2 separate regions of the Cricetulus griseus genome follow, and region 1 is linked to region 2. A link is a contact called in public Hi-C data. All regions are on one chromosome and are shown on one strand. The core of a region is the stretch at or near the end of the contact, and the rest is flanking DNA. Distances in the headings are between cores, read along the strand shown.

The links. Hi-C and Micro-C count contacts between places; a contact is called where the count stands out from the background.
Region 1: a Hi-C map of the CHO-K1 cell line shows a contact between it and region 2, with 3 times the contacts expected there. The contact joins two enhancer-like sites. A contact is called at or near these places in 4 of 8 Hi-C or Micro-C datasets (the CHK-Q cell line, the CHO-K1 cell line, fibroblasts and 1 more).

What each region holds. Positions count from the first base shown.
Region 1 is chr5:157,054,069-157,058,920 of CriGri-PICRH-1.0, forward strand. No RefSeq gene overlaps it. Among named protein-coding and RNA genes, the nearest start is that of Nrcam, 210 kb to the right of the region's middle. Within about 2 kb of position 2,348, at least 1 of the 6 cell types and tissues checked has open chromatin away from gene starts, as enhancers often do.
Region 2 is chr5:156,737,420-156,742,005 of CriGri-PICRH-1.0, forward strand. No RefSeq gene overlaps it. Among named protein-coding and RNA genes, the nearest start is that of Stxbp6, 83 kb to the right of the region's middle. Within about 2 kb of position 3,167, at least 1 of the 6 cell types and tissues checked has open chromatin away from gene starts, as enhancers often do.

The sequences.
Region 1 (4,852 bases), core at 1,098-3,597, 320 kb after region 2:
ACTCCTCTGTCTGAAACCTCCTGGCTGGTCTCTCTTAGTCCCTTTCAGCTCAGCCTTTCTAAGGGTCACCTGCCAGCAAAGTGTGGACTCAAGGGTCACAGCCATTCCTTCACCCCCATTGCCTGTGACAGCTAGTTGCAGTGTTCTTAGATGGTTCACATTTACTTTTGTATTTTCTGTTTTGCTGGTTATCTGGTTATCTTTCCTTTTGCTGATAGATAGATAGATAGATAGATAGATAGATAGATAGATAGATAATTAGATAAGTAAAAAATAGATGAGTGGCTGAATAAATAAATAAACAAATGGTTCCAGCAAGACTCAGATGGTAGGGCACCTGGTTTTCCCAGATGCTTACTAGATTTAAACCAACAAATAAAAGCTGCCAAGAATATTTAGTATAATGTGTACTTACACTGTGTTACTGAAGGGTAGTCTTTTGCCTTGACTGTCATCATAGTTTCACATTTGAACCTCCTCTGGAACCTCTGGATTACCCAAATCCTGTTTTCACTCCTACTCCTTCCTCATATGGCATATTACTGGGGAGAAGTGAACACATGTCTGCTCAGCCCAGACAGAGTACTTAAGGCAGACCAAAGCAAGGCCACCATCAACTTGGTGAACCATGAGTTTTATTGGACTTATTTAATGAGGGATTACTCACAGGAACAGAGATGACTCCCAGACAGCCTTATCACCAAGGTCTGCTCCCGAACAGGTGTCAGTTCACAAAAGCTGGAGACCTGAAGCACACTACCCAACCTGTAGGCATCTAGTCAGATTGGAAACAGTCCTTTACAGGGGGCTCTATATGTCTGAGTTTCTTCCAGGAAGCTCAGCTGGCCTCTTCCTTTTCTAAGCAGGTCAACTTGTCTGAGAGTGTTTCTCATCTGTCCATACTGCTTATATACCTTTGGGAAAAGTGAGATCTAGTGTATTTGGTAAGTTTCTGGAACTTCATGAAACCGTTAAGTTGTTTCCTTCCCGTTAATCAGCTTTCTGGACAAGATAGAATTCTTCACATCCCTTCAGAATATCCTGTGCCTGCCCCCCTTCAAGATGGAAGTTTGCCTCAGAGGAAGTTGCTATGGAACATGCCTTCTCTTCAAGTTTTCTGCCACAGTTTCTTCTATTTTCTGAGTCATGACTAGGCTCCATAGGCATTCAGGGTGACTGCAACAAAGGCCTATCCCAGTCCATGGCCCATCCCATGGGTCCTATGGAATGTGGTATAGAAATAGAACCCATGGTCATGCCTACTGGATTATGATTTAGCTGGCCATATATGTCACAATTATTCTCATACTTCCTCCATTAGGCATTTTAAATGGTACCAGTGCTTGCAGGTAGAGGGAAGATTTATTCGACAACACACAATTTCCCTTTCAGTCTGCCTCAAATGGCAGGTTGAAATGTCACACATCTATACTTAGATGGATATGTGTGCAGAAGACGGGGCTCATAGTCCCTTGAATCCCAGGTATCAATTGCCAACATTAGATATGGATGGAGCCTTTGTCCTATGCCATGTGTCACTGTTACTCTACCAACTTGGTTATTTGTCAGGTGACACAGAGATAAGCAAATGGAGCCCATGAATGCTTTCCGTGAACACTGAGGCAGGAGATTACAAATTCAAAAGAACATTCCTGTGTAAGCACTGATCATGTGTACCAAATGATCTGTTTAATTAAAACTTCGTCCTTTATTGCTGAAGCCTACAGTTTTCCTTAAATATGATCTTGTCATCTTTCCCTGGTTTTTGGAGAACAAAGAATACACTTTTATTCCACAGCACAGAGGCTTCCCTTTGAGTGCTTTCTGTATTAGGCCTGTTGATAACACTCAATGTTTGTAGACATGTTTACATCAGTCTGGAACATTTCAGTAAAGGACCCTCGCAATTTAGACAGAAAGAAAATGCCTGGGCATATATCTGGGGAATGCAGCTCAGCAGTAGAATGCTTGTCTAGTGTGAGGCCCAGGTTCCATTCCCACTACTGTGAGAAGAGGACAGAAGGAAATATGGGAGGGAGTAGAATGTAGAAATTCAAACACACACACACACACACACACACACACACACACACACACACACACACACACACACACCTCCATAAGAATAAACTATTGCCTTTCAAGTGAGGTGAGTTGGGGCAGGGCACCCCCTTGTGGTTATTCACAGAAATAGGGGGTTTGGGGGATAGCAAAGGGATACCATTGTCCAACCAATCTGCCCATCGAAATCCAGCAGCAGCTTTGTCACACTTGTGGCTTTGAAGGTGACTACATTTGTAAGAGCTGGATGACATAATGAATATACAGCCCTGTGCCTGCCACCTCCATGCTTAGTGTATGTCAGCTCTGAGTCAGTCTTTCCCAAAGCAATGACTTTGCAGGACTTTTGAGGCTGCTAGAAGTGGTGCTGGCTGCTGGACAGCACAGTTTCCTTCAGGCCATGTTGGCCCAGGTCATATGGGGCAGATGTTACCCAAGTCTCCCTGGCCATTTTTATGATCCTTTTACATTTCATAGACAGAAGCTCTAGCAAATGAGAGATAGCTGACCTAAGTGCTCAGTGGGGGCCACTTGCTCAAAGAAGCATCCAAAAAGGCTAAATGAATGAGAGAGAAATTCAACACTACACCTAGGGCACCAACCATGGGAATGGAAGTGAGCAGTTCGTGGTCTGGGAGATATTTTGACACATGCTTTGAGCAGGAATTCATGCCACTCTTTAAAGAATGTGTTCAAAAGCACTCTGCAGATGCATCTCCATGACTCCAAGGATGAAGAGAAGAACCTTCTCAGGCTACTTTCCCAAAGCCTATTGCTAGAACCATGGGCTCTACAAATTGAACTTAGTCTAAAGTGAAAATAGCCCTTAGAGGAAACAAAGGAAGCAACTAGATCTCACTAACATATATATTGGTGGTGACATCTCATTATGGAAGCATCTGGTGTATTCAACTAAAAGATAGTCCCAGGAAAACTATGGCAATGGCATAGTATTTCCACACAATTATAATGCTTTATTTATAAAATGGAAGCCTAGCATTATTATTAAGCTATTTGTAAAGAAGAATCCAGGCAAGAGGGATCAGGGCAGTTAGAACAGTAGGCCTGCCCCAACCAAAATCCCAAACTCCATCCCTCTACAGAGTATATTGTGTTACATTTCTCCACACTACAAGCTACTCAGACTTTCTTCTTGACAAAATATGTTGGTTTGAATCCTTAGCAGAAAACCTCCTGACTTTGACATTAGTGCTGTATCTTTAGACAAAATACAATTTGTCTGTATCTGGTTCTGTATGTCCCAAAGGGCAGGAATCTACACTGTGTCCACTTCGTGGGGGAAGTGACATGTGGTAGAGCTGTTGGGAGTTCATGGTGCTATGGAGGTGTAGATTTTGCAAATCCTACTCTTCACTGTCCCCTCCCAAAGCTCAGGGGATCCTTCTATGTACTATCACCTCTCTTCCTGTGAACCCATCCTAGTAGCAATGGTATCTAAATTTTCTTCCTTCAATCATAAGGAAAATAAAGACCCCTCCCAAATAAAGACACTTGCCATTATGGAATGTGGAGAACAATAGGGCATAGTCACAAATTATTCATGGAAGGCGACCATGGGTTTACAGTTCATTCCTAGGGTCAGGGAGAGGTTCAGACGATCCAAGGTCAAGGTACTGCATTGTACAGGACACAATGGAAGCAGAGTACCCTGAGACTACTGGTAATGCTGAGAGCCCTGACAGCCTCTTAGAGAAGCTGATGTTTACCCACCATGAAAATGTAAAAAAAAAGCAAAGTTTCAAAAACCTTCAGGTAAGTCACACATTCATATTCAAGAGCTGAACTGAGTGAGACACCTTCACCCATGTCACTGGACTGGTTTGTTTGTCTAAACAAACATTAGCTAACATAGAGCAAAGCACAGCAAAGGGCCAAGTATTGGAATTCACTAAGTAGAAGGGAAAGAGATTGTGGTTAATAAATTAATAAGGATCCCCTGAGTCAGGTTCTGACAGAAGATAACTAAAGACATCCAACCAATGGAGGACTCAGCGCCCCTCATCTGAACCTGTGAGTGCAGCACCAGTATCCCCATGGAACGTGGAAAGGCTAAAACCAGCTGTGGTGGTTTGAATGTAATTGGCCCCCATAATCTCATAAAGACCAGCACTATTTGGAGGTGAGGCTTTGTTGGAGGAAGTGTATCAATGTGGGGGTGGGCTTTGAGGCTTTCTATGCTCAGGATACTGCCCAGTGTCTCAGACAAGTTCCTGTTGCCTACAAAATGTAGGACTCTCAGCTACTACTCTAGCACTGTCTGCCTGCATGCTGCCATGCTCCTCACTATGATGATAATGGACTGAATCTCTGAACTGTAAGCCACCCCTATTTAATGTTTTCCTTTATAAGAGTTGCTGTGGTCATGGTGTCTCTTCACGGCGATAGAAACCTAACTAAGACACCAGCTTAGTTCCTCCTTGGGGGCACCAATCTGGCCTTACTTTCCCCTTGAGAGCAACAGGGAAAAGGACTAGAAGTGATGTAAGTGCCCTATTCTTCAAGTCTAAGGTTGAGATGGAGAAAGCTCTGACTTAATGTTCTCATTTTTTGTGGGCTCCTGATGATCCTCCATGGTCAGCCTCTCCCCTCAGATTCCATCATATGCCTTTTACCACCTGTCCCCTGAGGTTCCATTATATGCTTATGGTCCCCAGATATGGCAGGAGAGAATTCGAGCATGCTCCACACTATCCACTGGGGTCCTTCATGTCTGCTCTGTTTTTCCTCTTTTTCTAAGGAATAAAGCAAGAGAAGAAATGAAAGAGAAGGA
Region 2 (4,586 bases), core at 1,917-4,416:
ATCTTCTGATGTGGAAGCTCATGACCAGGGACAGACAGTAGGGTTTGGGACCAGGGTGACCTTATTATGTGATGTTTCATTATGATCTCTGTTCAGTATCTCTCACTCACTTTCTTTACCCCTCTCTGTTTCTGTCTCTCCCTCTCCCCTCTTTCCCTCATTCCCTCTCTCTTCCGAGAGGGAGAAAGAAATCTCATAGACGTTCTGAAAGATTAACACTTAAATGATGTTATACAAATTCAAACCACACAGAGAAGCATCTCACACTGCTACCTGGAAGTATCTGGGTCAAGAATGGGCAGTTAACATTGAATCACCTGAGTATCTTGTCTTCCATGCAGAATCCATTCAGCTACTATTGATAGTTTTTAAATACAAAGTGTACACCTCTGAGTAGATGAACCAGTAGCTTGTTCCAGAAACACAGATGAAGGTGTTTCCAAGTGACCGACAGCAGTTCTTGTCTTCTCCAAGACTGAACAAGGACATTTTGAAGTTTGAGGGAAGTGCACTACTTAGTCCTAAATCATCAGTCTTTTCCCCTGTAACAATAAGTAGCATCTTCTCCTCTCATAGCCTGGCTCTAATCCTAGCACGCTCAGCCTGACCAGGAGGGTCTCAAGTTTAGAACCAATTTGAGTCACATTTTAAGTGCAAGGTAAACCTGGACTACATATGTAGAGATACTGTCTCAATAAAAATTAAATGAAAAATTTTTAAAATTAAATAAAGTAGGTGAAATGACTCAGCAGGTAAAGATGCTTGCCACCAAATTCAACAACCTAAGTTCAATTCCCATGGTAGAAGGACTGAATTGACTCCTGGTTGTTCTTTGACCTCCACATGCTAGTTGGGATGGACACACACACACACACACACACACACACACACACACACACACACACACCAACACAAAAATGTAAAAAAGCTAATATATGGATTGCTCCATTGTTGACTGAGTGTGATTCCAGAAAAGGTAGAAATGACTAAGTTGGGGTATAGAGAAATGTCCCAGTGATTAAGATCACTAAATGCTCTTCCAGAGGACCTAGGTCCAATTTGTAGCACCAATATGGCTGTCTGTAACCCTGTGTAACTTCAATCTCAGAGGATCCAACCCCATTTTCTGGCCTCCATGGACATCAGGCATTCATGTGGTACACAGGCATGCATGCACAAACTAAAAATACATTTTAAGTTTTCCAATTTAGAAAAGAAATGACAGGTCAGGAATGATTGTGGACATCATTAATTCCAGTTCTCGGGAGGCAGAGGCAGGTGGATCCCCGAGTTCAAGACTAGTCTACAGAACAAATTCCAGGAGAACCAAGGCTATGCAGAGAAATCCTGTCTTGCAAAATAAAACCATTAATAATAATAATAATAATAATAATAATAATAATAATAATAATAGGAGAAGGGAAGAAGGAAGAAAGGAAGAGTTCAGAAGTTTCCCCACTTATATAATGTGTGTGCTAAATTAAAACTTGGCAGAATGGCATATACTAGGTTTTATAAAATGCACACTTAATGTACATCTAGATACAAAACGTCAGCAAGTGGTTGGACTGGTTAAAGGGAAGCTAAAGGAATGTCATGTCTGAAGGGCACATCACTATGACTGACTCCAGAGGGTCTTGTGGGTGGTGCAATGTCACACATACTTTAGTTATGACATGAGTGGAGCTTCTGAAAGAAGGAAGGAATGTGCTATGGACCATGAGAGCACATCCAACTCCAAACAGCAAATACCCACGTTCCACGGATGCCACATGGAACAGCTTGGCCTATGAACCATGATAGTAACTCAGAACAGCAAGGAATGTCAAACGTTGGACTGGATTACAGACTTGTATCAAGTGGTGGATTCAGCTGGAGATATGAAGACACAAACCAAGGACAGTGACTGCTTTATTTGAGGGATATTTCCTGGGTCCTAAGAATGCTCTTAACATACCCATTATTTCCTTCCTATGAAAAAAAGCTGAGGGTAGACACTAATGCATTAGTCCCATTTTCCATGAGGAATTGCTGGTCAATAAAGTCTAACGTGCCTCACTATGGAGTCAGTAAGCCAGAATTCTAACTCAAGTAACCTCATGCTAAAGCTTCCACCACACTGCTCTGCTATGTGCATAGACAGGGAAAACATCTGTATTCCAATAAGAAAAGGTACTAGAAGAAGAAACAATGACCATCAGGATCTGGTTGAGTGGAGCACCAGCCTGTCTCATCATTCAGATGTTCAGCAACACCTCATATTCCCAGACACATTACCATTCCTGGGATGCCTCACTGTGACTCAGAGATTTACCTCATTGTACATTTCTTTCTTGGGTTCTCATAGTCTGATCTCCTATTTCCACAACTATCCTGCCTATACACCCCATCTGTGGACCACTGTGGGATATTTCTCTCTTGCCTTCCAAAGTCTACCACTGAGTTAGACTCTGGAAGATCATACAGCAATAGTTCTGACTATGACACCTGTTGGAATCACCTTGAGATTCTGCTAAAGAGACCACTGGGCTCTGTACACAGGGCACAAGAATTTGCTTATGATGCTGATGCCACAGATCCGAGGATCAGAGCTTGAGAGTCTGGAGCCTCACCACTCCATCACACTGCAGCAGCAGTGAAGGCTATCACCACTACTGAGGCCTTCAATCACAATTGGCATTTTTAACAAGATCCCTGGGTACTGTTGCGACTTATTACAGTTATAGGTGTGCTGCTAAAGATCCTAGACTGCTTTTAAAAGCACTGACACTGACCTTGGTGCTTGCCCTCTCCCTCGAAGTTACTAATAAAGCAGTTTGCTTGTGTGACCCTGGCACGATTTTAGATTTTTTTCTAGGCAATTCTAATGTCCAGATAAGTCTGTGAGCCACTGACTTTTAGATGATCCATTGACATTCTCTTGCAACACACCAATCTATATATGTTCTCCCAGGAGGGGAAAATGGTCACAATATTTATTAAATTGACAAGGAGGAGAAAGAGTGGAAATAGCATGATGGGTGAGATGTCCACTTTGATCAAGAAATGCTGCCATAAAAGGATAAATAATAGAGGGAGATCAAGAAAAATCATTTTTAATCCCAGCAACATGACTTCAGTGCAGCTCTGCTGACCCAGCAGAGGAATCAGGCAGAAAACACTTCCAAATGATTGCTTGTTCTCAGTCTCAACTGCTGTACTTTGCCTCCTTTACCACTAGAGCACTTTGCCCCTTGCCTTGTTTTGAATTTTATTAGCTGTATTGCTTTAGACATTTAGTCCAATTCTCCACACTTCAAGTTTCTTAACTGAAAAATCATGAAAGACTCTCAAGTTTGCTGTATTTGAGGATTAGACTGGATCCCTCATCAAGTACCCAGTTCAAGCTAGACAATTTGTCTAGACAAGCTAGACAGCAGTCTATTAGAGAGAACTCCTCAGTTAGGCATCATGGTTAGGTAGCTAGCCATCTGTAATGCCCTTCTCCTTACCTGCTAATAGCAGTTTTGTGAGGAGAATGTGCTCAGCCTTCTACAGGAAGCCACAGATATTCTTCAGCCAGCAAGGTTGAATCAAGGCTGCATCCAGACCAAAGAGGCTGGAACTTGAAAGTTAAGCATGGAAGTTGTTGCTCAGAAAGGTTTCCTGCAGCTTTGGCAGACTGTAGAGTCACCAGCAGGCAGCCTTGTACATCTTACTGTGATCAGAACGCCCAGGCTGGGAACCCAGGCAGACAGGGTAAGAATTATTTGCTCACCGGGAGAGTGGGTGGGCTGGAAAGGCAAACAATTCCAAATCCCCCTGAGAGCTCACTGGACCTAGGTAAGAGAGAAAGAGAGAGAAAGGGATCAATATGCAAAGGGTCCTCCGTGTTTGAAAAGATATCTCTTCTAACAAAAGCTTTGTGATGTTTTGAAAATGCTCAGAGGTGTTTTACAACTGGAAGTTAATATCCTTTGTATACTGATGAGATACTTTGGGGAGGATAATTAGCTGTCTGCAACTAGTTAATTAAGAGACACTGTAATCCCTTGGCCTCAAGCATTAAGTAAGTCTAGCTGATAAGATGGAAATTGGCAAATAATAGGATATACAGGACACAAGGGGATGATGTGTCACTCACTTAGGAATTTGTTTTTCCAATGAGCAGATGAGCTTGGCAGAGAATATTATGGGTGGATCCTTCTTGTGGCTCAATTACAGTCAGGAAAATGGGATTTCAAACAGTTTGAAAACAGCAAATTCCATTCTGTTTTCTCTTTGTGTGTCATTTCAGAAATCAAGATACTCACTGATGTCAAGGAGCAGGTTAATGCTGACATATTACTTAGATGTGCCATCTGGCAGTCGTGTTGTAGATTTTTAAAAGATGTCATTTCCTTTGACCAAACATAGCCATTGCCCTTATGATAGCATGCACCCTATTTGAGGGAATCCTGGACTGGAATCTAGTTATATATTCCTTTTGGAAACAAGCAGTCAGCCTGCACAGCCTACATAGGAAACTCATCTTTCACTCATCCCCTTCCCCCCTCTCAGATCAAAGGGAGATTAGACTTCACAGAATCAGTCCTTTGCACTGTAGG